Regions from separate parts of the Mus musculus genome. Here all the other regions are linked to region 4. Evidence: chromatin contacts called from public Hi-C and promoter capture Hi-C data. All regions are on one chromosome and are shown on one strand. Each heading gives the region's core, a stretch centred on a gene start, on an enhancer-like site or on the middle of the called end of the contact. The rest is flanking DNA. Distances are from core to core; before and after follow the strand shown.

The links. Promoter capture Hi-C pulls out the DNA fragments that hold promoters and counts their contacts. Hi-C and Micro-C count contacts between places; a contact is called where the count stands out from the background.
Region 1: a promoter capture Hi-C map of hematopoietic stem and progenitor cells shows a contact between it and region 4, with 4 times the contacts expected there. The contact joins the promoter of Rbl2 here to the promoter of Crnde in region 4. A contact is called at or near these places in 8 of 39 promoter capture datasets (the 3T3-L1 cell line, HPC-7-derived erythroid cells, cranial neural crest and 5 more), 3 of 484 Hi-C or Micro-C datasets (B cells, CD4 T cells and embryonic stem cells), 2 of 115 datasets of contacts at active chromatin or transcription factors (large pre-B cells and thymic regulatory T cells) and 1 of 9 other capture datasets (pancreatic islet).
Region 2: a contact with region 4 is called in a promoter capture Hi-C map of pre-B cells, with 3 times the contacts expected there. The contact joins the promoter of Aktip here to the promoter of Crnde in region 4. A contact is called at or near these places in 11 of 39 promoter capture datasets (the 3T3-L1 cell line, 3T3-L1-derived adipocytes, the HPC-7 cell line and 7 more), 7 of 484 Hi-C or Micro-C datasets (CD4 T cells, embryonic stem cells, liver and 2 more), 15 of 115 datasets of contacts at active chromatin or transcription factors (the 230-238 cell line, the NIH/3T3 cell line, the SCID.adh cell line and 12 more) and 2 of 9 other capture datasets (adipose tissue and liver).
Region 3: a Hi-C map of the G1E-ER4 cell line shows a contact between it and region 4, with 8 times the contacts expected there. The contact joins the enhancer-like site here to the promoter of Crnde in region 4. A contact is called at or near these places in 1 of 39 promoter capture datasets (liver) and 2 of 484 Hi-C or Micro-C datasets (both in the G1E-ER4 cell line).
Region 5: a contact with region 4 is called in a Hi-C map of embryonic fibroblasts, with 4 times the contacts expected there. The contact joins the enhancer-like site here to the promoter of Crnde in region 4. A contact is called at or near these places in 15 of 39 promoter capture datasets (the 3T3-L1 cell line, 3T3-L1-derived adipocytes, the HPC-7 cell line and 10 more), 1 of 484 Hi-C or Micro-C datasets (embryonic fibroblasts) and 12 of 115 datasets of contacts at active chromatin or transcription factors (the 230-238 cell line, acute myeloid leukemia, astrocytes and 9 more).

The regions. Positions count from the first base shown.
Region 1 is chr8:91,068,691-91,071,390 of GRCm38.p6, forward strand. It overlaps Rbl2 (RB transcriptional corepressor like 2), which reads left to right and starts at 1,367. Exons shown (of 22, transcript NM_011250.4): 1 at 1,367-1,716. The coding sequence starts at 1,486.
Region 2 is chr8:91,132,599-91,135,298 of GRCm38.p6, forward strand. It overlaps Aktip (thymoma viral proto-oncogene 1 interacting protein), which reads right to left and starts at 1,429. Exons shown (of 10, transcript NM_001302266.1): 1 at 1,302-1,429.
Region 3 is chr8:94,189,896-94,192,595 of GRCm38.p6, forward strand. No RefSeq gene overlaps it. Among named protein-coding and RNA genes, the nearest start is that of Gm39228, 7.8 kb to the left of the region's middle. Within about 2 kb of position 1,391, at least 150 of the 459 cell types and tissues checked have an H3K27ac peak or open chromatin away from gene starts, as enhancers often do. A contact at or near this core is called in the G1E-ER4 cell line and liver, where this site is marked.
Region 4 is chr8:92,354,757-92,357,456 of GRCm38.p6, forward strand. It overlaps Crnde (colorectal neoplasia differentially expressed (non-protein coding)), which reads right to left and starts at 1,364. Exons shown (of 4, transcript NR_110452.1): 1 at 932-1,364.
Region 5 is chr8:91,279,829-91,282,528 of GRCm38.p6, forward strand. Rpgrip1l (Rpgrip1-like) reads right to left here. Exons shown (of 26, transcript NM_173431.2): 10 at 890-1,029. All of the region lies in intron 2 of Gm36163 (a long non-coding RNA gene), which reads left to right. Among named protein-coding and RNA genes, the nearest start is that of Gm36163, 7.4 kb to the left of the region's middle. Within about 2 kb of position 1,268, at least 43 of the 459 cell types and tissues checked have an H3K27ac peak or open chromatin away from gene starts, as enhancers often do. A contact at or near this core is called in the SN4741 cell line, embryonic fibroblasts and fibro-adipogenic progenitors, where this site is marked.

The sequences.
Region 1 (2,700 bases), core at 117-2,616, 1.3 Mb before region 4:
AACACCTGCTCCCGCAACACATGTGAGTTATACAGGTTGATCTCAGGTGAGGGATTTTTTTTTTGCCACTGAGAATCTCCCCAGCCCTTTTCAATCAATGTGTTTATCTCCACTAGATTCTCTTCACCACTTAAGCCCATGCAATGTGCCTTAAAAGTTTCTTTTCCGTGAGCAAATTCTTTGAAATTCCCTTCATATCTAAGCTTAGTTAGAGATTCGGTAGCTTTAACACCTCAAATCATAAATATAGGAAAGTTTCAAGCCCGGGGACAAAAGGCTGAGGTGCCTATTTAACATATCAAAGAGGACCTGGCTGCTCTGTTCTCCTGGTAGCCCTCAACCTCTACCTGTTACCATAGCCAGCCCCCTACCCAAAACTCTCCAGCTCAAGGGGTGGGCTGTGCTTTCCTATATAATCCAGACATTTTAGTTTCTAGCTCGGTGTACCTTTGGGCCTTCTAGCTGCTGCACCTGGTTCCCCTCTCTCCCCTCTCTCCCTTCACCTCCCGCGCCCCCTCCCCGCACTCTCCTCCCTCAGGTGGCTCAGGGTCATGTCCACTCTGGACTCACTCAGATGTCCCTGCTCTACGCTCTTCCTTTTATCTGTAAGAAACTTTAGCCGTATCTAGGAGCAGTTATGTGATAGCTAATATACATTTTAAGTTATTCTTGAAAACACATTCATGATTATTTGTGTGATTGAGGGTTGAGGGTTGAGGGTTTTTTATTTTGTTTTTGTTTGGTGAAGTGAGATCAATTCTTAGCTCAATATACCTTTGCCATTGATAGCGTTGACATAGGAGTGTCACTTGAGGAATCCTCTCTGTTGGATTGACCTGTGGGTCTTGCCTAGGGAGGTGGCGGCCGCGGGGGTGGCGTTGTATTAAGAAAGTAGCTGATAAAGCAACGGGGAGCTAAGTCAGTAAGCAGCGTCCTGCTTTAACCTCCGTCAATGATGAACTGTAAAGACTAAAATGAAATAAGCCCTTTCCTCTCCGAGTTGGTTACAGTCCGTGTTTATCTCAGCAACAGAGACTAGAAAGGGCAGGCAAACTATTATCTTTACTTTGGACCTTTTAGCTTTACTATCTGAGGACCTCTAGGTGAGGATGTGTGTAAAGGGCTTATATACTAAATCCTGTCGATATTTCTTGGTCTTTTTCTCTTCAAACGAGCCTTCTGAATGGTCTCACTATTGAGAGATGCTTTTTAAAACGGTAGAGGACGTGTCCATTCACCCCTAAATGATGCACAGCTCGTTTTTTGCTTTCTTCTTCCATGACTTTTGGTCTCCCTGAGATCCCGGCCGAGACTACATTTCCCAGCAGGCCGTGCTCAGACCTACGGGTGCCCGCATGGGACTGAGGAACTTTGGGGGCGGCACAGTAGCAGGACAGGCTGCTGACGGGCCGGCGCTTCGCGGTTTGAATGGCTGCGGGCCCGGGCCCTGAGCGCATCTGAAGAGCCGCGGCCTCGGGGTGCGCCATGGCATCTGGAGGCAACCAGTCGCCACCGCCTCCTCCAGCTGCTGCAGCCAGCTCGGAGGAAGAGGAGGAGGATGGCGACGCCGCGGATCGCGCGCAGCCCGCGGGGTCCCCGAGCCATCAGATCCAGCAGCGGTTCGAGGAGCTGTGCAGCCGCCTCAACATGGACGAGGCGGCGCGCGCCGAGGCCTGGAGCAGCTACCGCAGCATGAGCGAGAGCTACACGCTGGAGGTGCGTGCTCAGATCCTCCGTGGAGATCGGGGACTCGGGGTGGCCCTAGGATCACTTGGTCGTTTGCCCCGCACCATTGCCTCCCCCTGGCTTTGCGGCCGTCAGAGGAAACTCATTAAGTTTCAGGCTTGCTTACGTGTGAGAATGGCTTAGGATTTATTGTCCCCCACCCCCCGGGCAGATGAAAAGCGGGTGTAGACACACAACATTTGTTGCTGAACTTGGGCACTCTTTTTGGCTGTCATCCAGGTGTAGGCTTGTTATGTTCCGTTCTTGGGACGGGGCTTTGCAGTTGACGAAAATGGCTATTCGGGCTAGTGCCTGTCAACTCTGCAGGCACCTCCCCTGTATGGGCCAATGGGAAGTGACACGGAAGTCCGGATTGTTTTTCAGCTGCCTGTGCGTATGACCCTTTGATTTTATATATGGAAGCTTATCGAAGTAGCAGAGCAAAGAGGCCCCCGACCCGAAGGCTAAGCAAGGTGTTATTTAACTATGATATGGATGTACTTGTGCCATTCTTCTGAGTCGGTTTATTTCTATTTTTTTAAAAATCGACACACATCGAATTCCCCTCTCTCCATTTGTTACACTCACAAAAAAAAGAAACATGGCAGCTTTAGACCTGTGTCTGAGTGACTCTGGACAAGTTTTTAACCACAGTGAAACTCAGTTATGTTGTGTGAGCAGTTTTGTTACTTGTGCCCACTTCAAAGTGCTTACCTAAAGCTTAACTAAAGCAATGTGTGTATGTGTGCAGAAAATTTCCTAGACTGAAGCAGTCTGGCTGAAGAGACCGTAGCCGCCTTCCTTACCCAGTGTTTCCGATAGCCAGGCAAAGAGGAGAACTTCTGGTTTGAAGGACACAAATACTCCCAAACGAATTCTTACTTCACCTTAGAGATGACGCTGTAAATTAGCAAGAATGAGTATTATAACATAGCAGAGACTTCAAATCACAGACTAAGTCATATGAAGCCTGGT
Region 2 (2,700 bases), core at 179-2,678, 1.2 Mb before region 4:
CATCCATGGGTGGGTACCAGCCAGTGCCTATAACTGCTGCCGTGCTTTCCAGGAGACAGTGTCACCCAGTAATTAAACCAGAGGACAGGGATCCCACTTCTCCCACTAACTTGCTGACTTGCAGCCAGGTAGGGCTTTGCAAACCTGCTTTTAAAGGTGGCTGACACCATAGTGCATCAAAAATTCAAGGAGGGTTATGTTCCTGTTTGGCTCAAATGAAAACTATATATTTTCCTTAAGGACTAGTAACCCACTGCCTAGACACACATGTTTTCTCAAGGTTTTTCTTCACCTCTTGAGAGGCGTGGCATTTCCTATTTGTAAATGTACTGGCACTGGGCACCTTTCATGTCTTCTGCCTTTAAAAATTCAGTACATGGCCCTCAGTTCCTCCAAAAGGTACCATGTACCGTCCAGCGCAGCCATATTTTTAACTCAGTGGTTCCAATAGCAACATAAGCACAAGGAACCGTAGCCAACTTTTCAGAAACTACAGTTTGCTAGATGAGCAATCTACCATAAGCATAGCATGACATCGTCCAATAGTAATGACAGATGTAAGGAAAACAGGTTCCATCCTTATTCGCAGAAAATACCACCAGACTTCCTGCTCCTCTGACTCTTAAAAAAAAAAAATGATTGCATGCATTTACACAGCTGAGCGAAGTCTGCATCTTCACCTATGCGACAGTGAGTATACCGCAGAGGGCCAATGAGACCTAGCTACCATCGTTCTTCTGTGACACAGAGCTAACTAATGTTATCACCCCAAAAAGGGTTTACGAAATTCCACATTAAGAGGCCACCAGACAGGACCGAGGAAAAGTAAACAGCCCGGGCCTCCGACAGCCCGGCTGGCTGGGCAGCTAGCTGGGCCGGGCACCCTGGCCCGGGGCACAATCCCATTTCGGAGCACGTAGAGAATCTGGACAAACCTGTCCCGAGGTGATGTAAGGCTGGTGCCCGGCCCTAGCCTGGAAGCGAGTTGGAGGCTGGCTGGGCCCGCTAGTCTGCAGCCGAGGCCGAGAGCCTGGGGCTTCATGTCAGCCCCTCGCCAGACAGACGGGACCCAGCGCAGGAGGGGCAGACCAAGCGGAGCAGAGCGCCACCAACCCTGCCGCCCTCTTCCTCGGGTGCAGCAGGTGCCTGCAGCGCACAGGTGCGGCCCCGCCCCCGTGTCCCCGCGCGGCCGCCGTCGCCCCGGTCCCTAGCGCACCCCAGGGAACCGAACGCCGGGCCGCGGACACAAACCCTCTGTCCTGACGACTCGGTAGCCACCAGCCCAGAGGTGAGACGCTTACCTGGATGCCCTCGGTGCGGAGCGCTGGGGGCCGAGCGCCACCGCGGGCCAACAGCATCTCCGGCTGTCCTGCAGCCCGGCCCCTGCCGCTCCTCTCCCGCAGAGCCCCGCCCCGCCCTGCCCTCAGCGGGACACGCCCTGGACACGCCCTAGACTGGGCGCTTCCGCTCGGATACCCATGCCGAATGGCTCTCTCTCGCCGTCCATCAAAAACGTACTTCCGGGAGGTGTTGGGGCTTGGAGCTCCGTCCTGCCAATCAAGTTAGCGCCGCTCGGGTGGGGCCGCGCTCGTACCTCCCCCTTACGTAACAGCGCCCAGGGACGAGCTGTCAGTCAAAGAAGCTTCAATCCCTGGGGAGGCTGGGACGAGAAACAAACAGGCACCAGGCCGCCATTGGACGTGGCGTGTGTCAGTCACCATGGATACCCACCCAGAGGTTTATGCGGCAGCCACTATAGCCAGTCTCCGGCAGTGATTGCTGCTAGCTCTTGGCTCCGCCAAGCGTCAGCCGGTATCCAGGCCTGGACTCTGAGCCACTGGCTGGAGAGGGAGGTCTGCAGCTCCCTGGTGGGAGTGATGGGATTTATTAATCAACTTGCTTAGGAGACAATAAGTGACACAGAGTAGAATTTAGCTGAGGTAGTGCTACCTTTACAATAAATCCAAAGTTATCAGGCTTGTTAGAAAGAATTCTGTAAATGTTTCTTCCCGGGGATTGATGTGCATTAGGTTCCATTCCCATAACCAAAAAAAAGACAACCCTGATTTACAACCAGCCATTAAACACATTAGCGTATCAAAGAACGTGTCTCTAACGGATACAAGCATCCTGAAGTTCTGGCCTGACATAAAGCCCCGTTTCTCTGGAGAAAAGCATAATTCTGCCCAGTGGCCAAGATGACCCTCTGTAACGACTATTATCGAACAACACTGATGTACTTAAGAAATAATTCTGGCGCCGGGCAGTGGTGGCGCGCACGCCTTTAATCCCAGCACTTGGTAGGCAGTGGTAGGCAGATTTCCGAGTTCTAGGCCAGCCTGGTCTACAGAGTTCCAGGACAGCCAGGGCTACACAGAAAAACCCTGTCTTGAACCCCCCCCCCCAAAAAAAAAAAAAAAGAAGGAAGGAAGGAAGGAAGGAAGGAAGGAAGGAAGGAAGGAAGGAAGGAAGGAAGAAATCTGGCAATATTTGGCTGTGTAAATCTTAAATGGCCAGACTTGCAGCCTACAGTCTCTGTTTCTACTGTGGCCTGCATCCCTTAGTCCCTACTTGTTACAAGATATGTCTGGCCCCTACTCTAATTTTTCCCCGCCCGGGAAACATGCTGCCTTTCTCCCTAGAAGCCCTTCCCCATGTAACTCAGCCATTTTGGTTACCTGCTCCTTTCAGTTTACCCCT
Region 3 (2,700 bases), core at 141-2,640, 1.8 Mb after region 4:
AGGATGACATGTGGCCAAGTCCCATGTCTCATCATGGGGAGCACACGGGGCTGCCATGAACCTGAATGTGTCTAGAACAGTCCCTGGCACATATCAGGGACTCAGGACTCTCTCCCTCTCATCCAGCCATGGTGTGTGGCAGTCAGCAGGCAATCTATAAGTGTGCTCTAAGTTAAATGAGCATGTATCGGATACTGTCTGCCAGTCACATACTAATCAGGTCCAACCCCACTCAGCTTCCAAGAGGAGAGGAAATATAAATATAACAGACCCCCTGATAGAAGTCTTCAAGGCTCTGTTTCCTCCAGAACAACCCAGTCCTAAAAGATGAGGACAAGGGGCTGTGAGGTCAAAGAGATGCAGACACATCTAGAATTAACGAGTGACAATTACTGGGGGAATTTACGGACAGAAGTGTGGACCCAGGCACCAGAATGTCCAATTTGGCATCCCACATTTTGACTCAGTTGGGAGTTTAAAGGCTTGAACAAAAGTGACTTGACACTACTGGAAGGTAGCTGGCTTATCTTAAGATGATCATGAAGAGCCGGGTGCATCCTGCCAGTCTGACTGCAAAGTCTCATAAATGACTCCACCTTATCAACTCATGGTTTGCTAAGAAATTGTGCAGTGACCACTAACTAGGGTTACTCCAGGATAGTCACAGGGATAATCAAGATGGCTACAGTCCTGGCAAGCTGCACCTACATCGTGTTATTTGGGGATCAGTTACCACGTCAGAGCGTTGCTTCTGAGCTGGACCACTACAGTTTGAACATCTCCATCTTTAAATGGCTCCATTCCTGTCCCCCCCCCCCCCCGACTTTAGGGTAGTTGGTATGGAATAAGCTAAGACAGATGTGTGGGCCTCTTGGGAGAAGCCACGAGGTCAGAAGACATCTCTACTTGTTGGAAGACCCTACAATTAAGGTCGGCAGTCCACCATGTCCAGATAGGTTCTGAGCTTGGCACAAAGTGGAGGACTACCTTTCTCTGTGGGGCTTTCCCTTCTTTGCCTGACCTTATCTGGAGAGCAAGACCCTGCACATATCCTCTACCCCTGGAAAGTCATGTAGTCCGTGGCCAAGGTTCAACTTCCATCTCTCCCATTAAGAACCTGCCTCCAAAGCACCTGGAATTCCTCTCCATGTAAATGAAGCATTCCGATTCCCACCCCCTACCCCCCACCCCCGCCACAGCCAATAATTTACTCTCACCCTGAAAACCACTCCTCACAGTTCATATGACCTTTGTTCACCTCTAATTTAAAGGAGCAAGCAGTTTCGCTGCAGGTCATCTGCTAAGAAAGCTGAGTCACTGAACACCATGTAAAAGAGCTCTAACTCTGAAATCCTCGGAGAAGCCCCGCCCCCAACTCACAGCTGGACCGAGATCCTGCTGACGCAACCCTTCCGGGTTCCGTCCGCTTCATGCCCCCATCCTGACCCCCGGAGTGTGCAGTGGTGCTTAGACACCCCGAGGGAGGAAGCGGAACTCAGAACCGCACCAATCACGCTGTTTATTACACTTAGGGGGAGTGTGTGCGCACATTCATGTGCATGTGGCATGACAAGTGTATGCACGGCAGAGATCATTTTTAGGAGGTAGTTCTCGCCCACCATGTCCTAGGGATCAAATTCAGATCGCCCAGTTTGGCTAAAAGGTACCTTCACCCACTGAGCCATCTTTAAGGCCCTCACTCACTCCTTCACGTGACCACGTCTTGCCCACAGCAGGGAAACTGTCGGTGGATGAGCGGAGGAAGCAGGAAGTTAAGTCTGAGGGCTTGGCATGATACCCTATCCAACCCTATATAATCCATAGTAGTTCAAAAGAGAGAAACCAGTTAGATTCTCTCTTCTGAAGAGTGTAAATTCAAAATGCACGTGGAGCATCTAACAAAAGGGCCCCCAGGGCGTGTGTGTAACTAGAGTGACATGTGTGACTGTAAAGAACCTATTCTAAATGGCAGCCACAAGAACTGGTGGGCCAAGCCTGGGACTTGCGTTTCCATGGGAAATGCTGTATATCTCATTTTTCAAGGGATGCGGGGTGGCTGGACATCTTCTGAGAGGGCACCCACCGTACTGTGTGAATTCTGAAAGCAAGCCCTATACCATCTGGGATTCTCTGGGCACAAGCTGCAGGGGTGAGGTCTAGGTAAATTAGGCAAGGCAAATTCATTAAAAAAGGACTTCGGGATCCATGAGGTTGACAGGAATAGCGGAAAACTAGACTTAGAAAATGATAAACCGGGCTGGAGAGTTGGCTCAGCGGTTAATAGAGCACTGACTGCTCTCCCAGAGGTCCTGAGTTCAAATCCCAGCAACCACATGGTGGCTCACAACCACCTGTAATGAGATCTGATGCCCTCTTCAGGTGTGTCTGAAAAAAGTTACAGTGTACTTACATAAATAAAGAAAAAAGAAAAAAAAAAGATGTTAGGCCTTGGTCAGAAGGGTAAAGAAGAAGCCTGGGTTCGCCATTTTTGTCACCTAGTGGTGGCTTCTCTTTTTATTGTCTGCCTCTCAGGGCTCTATCTGACTTCTAGACCCTCACCAGCATTTAAGAGGCTTAGGCAGGAGGATTGCAACACGTTCAATCTAGCCTAGACTACATGGTGAGTTCCAGGCTAGCCTAGCCTAGGCTACAGAATGAGACACTCAAGGGGGGAAAAAAAAGGGCCAGGCACAGTAGCAC
Region 4 (2,700 bases), core at 114-2,613:
GATCTTGGCAGCACAATCGTAGGTCTTATTTTAAAGCTCGATGTTTTAAGAGCTAGGCATAACTAGATCCGTGCAGACACGACAAACCAATAAACCCTTGGCAAGTTTTTAAATGAAGCTTAACAAGCCAACATTAAAAACAGAGTAACCTAGCCCTAGTACATGTTTAGAAATATACAAATGCAGCAGTAAGGGGGAATAAACGAGTCTTGGTGATCTGGCATGAGGGTCCTACCTCTGCTGGTGTATAAAAAGCTTCAGCGACAAGAGACCCGGAACTACAGCTAACAAGTGAACAGTTTCCCAAATGGAAAAGCTGACGGAACAGAAAGGAAAAAAAAAAAAAGGTGTTTGTGTGGGGAGGAGTGTTGATTCTCCCCTAGTATCAAGATAAAAAGTTAAAACCTTGTGTTTGCCAGCAAGAATGTGTTTACCAAGCGAGAATATAAAAGCTTTCTTGTAAACATGGAGAAAAGGACGCCAGATGCTATCTGAGTTCCGTCTGCCTGCTAATGATCAGCTTTCGCCTTCCCTCTCTTATTAACGCGGTTCTGTATCAGACGCAGGCGGCTGAGGCCAGCAGAGCAGCAGAGCCATCAGTGTGCAAATAAAGCAGAAAATAGAGACATCCTTAAGAAATGAGCCTTAAATTTGATGTAGAGCGGAGGTGACAACCAGAGAAACAAAATCGCAAATTCTAAATGTTTCAATATCTTGCAGGACACTTTCTAGTCCTTCACACACACCAAAAAAAATAAAAAAAATAAAAAAAATAAAAAAAAAGAGAGAGAGAGAGAGAGAGAGAGCAGAAAAAATATAGAGTGGGGAGCAAGATGGGGAGGGGGAGACAGAAACAGTCAAGTCGCCCAAGTGGCAGGATTATGTAATGAGGATGTCTGCGTGACAGACTTGGGCTCTCGGTGGCACAAACCTCCTTGGCTCGCTTTCAGAAGTCTTCGTCCTGGACCAGAGCCGAGACACTGATGCCGGGGACACGCGTGGGCCAGGGAGACACGCCCACGCGCGCCTGCCCGCACTCAGACCGCGGGGCCCTGCTGCGTCCACCGCCATCGGCTTGGTGCGCGGCTCTGCGCGGGCCGCGGACGCTCCCTCGTGGCAGGCCGCGCCGACCGTTAGCCGGGCTGAGCGGGCGGAGCCGGGGGGCGGTGCGGACGCGGGAGGCGGGGACCCGCGCGTCGGGGCGGGGACGCTCCCTGAAGAGCTCCGGCCTACCCCGAACCCGGAATGGTCAGCCCGAGAGGCAGCCTCAGGCCGCCGCACGCTCTCCAGGGCTCCGGTTTCGCGTGCCGATCAGTCTAGCTCGCAGCCGCCCGCTTCAGCAGCCGACCGCTTCTGGTCTCCATGACAATACGCAGCCAAAGACCCTCCCAGCCACGCCCCCTGGCGCTGGAACTCCGAGGGAAGCGGATTACGTCATCCAGAGGAGGGGCTAATGGAGACCAACGCCCAATCAGAGGCGAAGCTGTGTAGGGGAAGGGCGGGGTAGGCCTAGAGGTTCTTGGAGAATGTAGTCCGCGGGGTCCAACCTCTCGGGGGCGGAACCTGTATCCTGAGTGCTAAGTGAGGGGGCAGTCTGCGCGCGTGCGTGAATGCGCGCCGCGGTGCGGGTCCCTGTGCGATCCGCGTGGGGTTAGTGTTTGCCACGGCCCCAACCGAGCAAACTGCTTGCTGGCTAGTGAGAATCATTACAGGAAACTTTGTGTATTGTTACGCTCCAGCCTGCGCGTGGCTGGGTTGTGAAAGGCCACAAAATGCTTGATGTGTGGTGTGTGCACTCTGCCGCCGGCGGTCCTGGTTTACCAGCGCCCCTGTCTGTCCCAAAGCTTCAGTGCGTTTGTAATTTGCGGCGGCGGGAGGTGGAGACCAGGGACTAGGGTCTGTTTTGCCTTCTCACTGTGTGGCCGTGGGGGGTTTGGGGAGGGGGTGTTCCGAGAACTCTGCCTGGGACTCTGTGGTGTGTGTTTGCCGGGCCAGCGCCTCGCTGAACAAACAGCGGTTGGGTTGGACACTGTTCACTGCCCAGTGTTTGCAGTGGAACTGGGGCGGGGGCGAGCGAGGGTGGAAGGCGACTTAGTGGAACAAAAGGGGCGAGACCCCACACCCTCCGGCTCCACAGACCTGACGGGGCAAGCTGCTCGTGGCTAGACATGAGAAGCAGGCATCGCTACTTGGGATGGCAAGGGGCCGGGGGCGTCTGGGGGACCGACTCGGGTAGAACAGCTTCTCCGTCGGGCACTTCTTGCCCACTGCCTTCCTCGTTCCAGAGAAAAGTCACACCCCCAGCCAGAGACCCCAGAGTCTCCTCTCTAGCCTCTTCTCGTCGTCTGCCAGGGATGGGTGGAAGGAAGGGCTAGCGGGGCCCCTTCTACTTAGGCCTGGCTCTTGCCCACCTGCTGCAGTTGCTGGCGCAGAAAGGCGGTCATCTCGGCCTCGCTGTGCCCTGAGCGCCGGCATCCATCGACTCTCCCTGGGATCTGAATTCCAGGTCTCCAGCTCAACCTAGAGACCTCCGGCAGGAGGGAGAAGCCACTGTGGAGCGTGGAGGGAGAAAAACCACCTCCCAGCCCAGCTCTCGGGAGAACAAGACGTCCGCCAACTTCGCTATTCGCACTGGCGAGGAGGGCGCAGAGCGTTCTCCCGAGCGCAGCCCGCTGCATCTTTCCCTTTGTGTTCCCGAAC
Region 5 (2,700 bases), core at 18-2,517, 1.1 Mb before region 4:
TCTCCTGTCTTGGTCTTCTGAGTGTTATGATTAGAGGCATGCGCCACCATGTCGCTGAATCCAACTTCTACAATTCTCGTGTAACTGACTTGCAAATGTTCCAAAGGAGCAACCTTCTTACTATATTCCTGGGTGTATCTTATGGGTGCACACACAGGTGCCAAACTTGAATATAAATCTCTCACCCAACACAGTGTATCTGTGTGCACTGCGTCTGCGTATGAGTCAGTGTGGAATACAGCAGTCCAGACATCTTTAATTACATTTTACTCTATGAGACAAGACCTAATATGATTATGTTTAGTGATTATTCCTTAACAGCGACATTTTGACAAAGCATCTTGGTTAATAGAATAAATACAGACATCTTACTATTAGATTGCTCTGGTTTGATCTTTCAAAATCTGCAAGAGGCTTTCTTTGGATCTTCCCCACTGTATCAGCTATTACCTGTACAATCACAGACTTCTCTAACTACTGTTGGCTTCCATGAGTTATGAGAGTAAGCCTTTTATTTGCTGTATCCTTGGAACTTAGAACAATGCTGAGCACTTGTTCAATAAATATTTGTTGACTGTGAAATAAAGGAAAGATCAGAACTTAGGGATATTAAACTAATGAAAAACAACTTGGATAAAAGGGAATCTGAGAAACAATTCTTTTGGCATACATATAAGGCATATATGTATGTCATATATTATACATATACCTCCCCCCCCACTATACATACATACATACATATATATATATATATATGTAATATGCACTGCTTTGTCCCCAGAGGATAGCAGGATGACTGGCGGACAGTAGGCATACATGAAGTATTGGCTGACTCAGCAAATAAGCATCAGATGTCTGCATAAGTAAATGGGTGGTTATTTCTATGTACCTCTTTCAGTCTTTAGTTTGTCAAGGACTTCGGTTTTGTCTGTAAGATCAGATTTTAAGGCAGTTTCGAGCTGAGCAATCTGCACTTTCATCTGCTGCTCCTTTAACTTCCACTGCTCTTCATGGGCAGCACTGAAGGCGCTGTAAAACACACGTGACAGGCAAGGAGAGCTGGGAAATCAGCTTCACCCGAAAATAATAAAGAGAAAGCTTTTAGTGGCACAGAGACCACTGTCATCATGTCTTAGGAATTAAGTAAACATATGCTGGTCTGCTGCTGTTGAAACCGAGGCGCCTTGCTCAGGCTGCGGTTAGGGAACATGAAAGAGTTTGTGGGATGAGCAAAGGAACTGGCCTTAATTTAGAGCTCCAAAGCCAGAGAAGTTGGCAGCGTGCAGCTTTTGTGGACTAGTAAAGGAATTCAGATACTGTACACACTCCAGAGGAGTCCACGGCTCCAAACCTCAGCAACTAACAGGCAGGGCTAGCCTCCTCCACTTACAAGAGCACTCAATACTAAGAAAAGGCATCGCCCACCTGATCTACACTTAATTCTGAGAAAACGGCAAGTCTGTAATAATTTCAGACGTACTGAACCACACGGGGTAACTGACACTAAGAAGGGGTGCAAGGGCGGCTTTACCCTACAATAAGTCCAACAGGCTAACGAAGAACAAATAACTTGACTGTTGACACAGAGACGATTATGAAGACAGAATCATGATTGATTCCTTAACCAAGGCTTAGTGCTTTGTTCTGAGACAGGGTCTCTGGCATAGGCTGGTCTTGAGCTCCCTATGTGGCTGAGAATGATCTGAATCTTGTGGCCTGGTATCCACCTCTCTAGGGCTAAGACTGTAGGCATGTACCACTACACATGGTTATATGATGCCGAGATACAACCTAGGGCTCTGTGAACATACTCTACCAACTGAGCTACCTCTGCAGCCCAATGTAGTGTCAGTTACAGCTTAAATCTGCTAGTGATCAAGGCGTGGAAGACTAGAGGCAGCACGAGATAGGAACAACTAGATGCTGCAGAGGGAGAAAACAACCGTTTCTTTATCTAGTGGGTCTTGAACATGGCAAACAACGGTGCTACAGCAGCTCGCTTCTCTGACACGCAGGGACATTTCAAAGGGAGAGGCCTGGCAACTCACGTTTCTGTAGCCTCCCAGGTGATAGCCAGACTTCAGGAAAACTTATTTTGATCTGCATTTCAGCAGAAAACCATTATCTGTGAAGCTTGACGTGACTGGGGAATCACCCTCAGCTCCGAGCCTTCTACTTATTTTAAACTCAGTAAATAAAACAAAAATCTATACAGTCTGGCTTTATACTAATGAGGAAGTGAATGAAAAAGAAAAGTATTACTGGGAATGGCCCTTAAGGCTGCCAACAAGGCCTGAGGCTTCATTCCAAAAGAGATACTTTCTGTAAAAGGCACAACTTTAAAAAAAAATCTGTATTCATTTCACATTTTGAATACCTTTACTACATTTAAAATATCAGCTTGAAAATAAATGGAATTTCAGAAGCCACTCTAAATGATATGTTTTCCTCTCTCTATGTTCTCATTTCACATAGATTCTTAAAAACAACAACCACAGAACTGATATGCCAATAACTTAAGCTAATTTTTATCAAAGGTAGAATTACTTAGACATAAATGAACTTCAAATCAAACACATATACTTTTAAATACTACAGATTATTTCTTTACAAATTCACTTAAAAATGAAGAACATACATAATTTCGATGTCTAGCCAAATAAATACATATGCATGAGTGTAAGTGCATATATACATGTG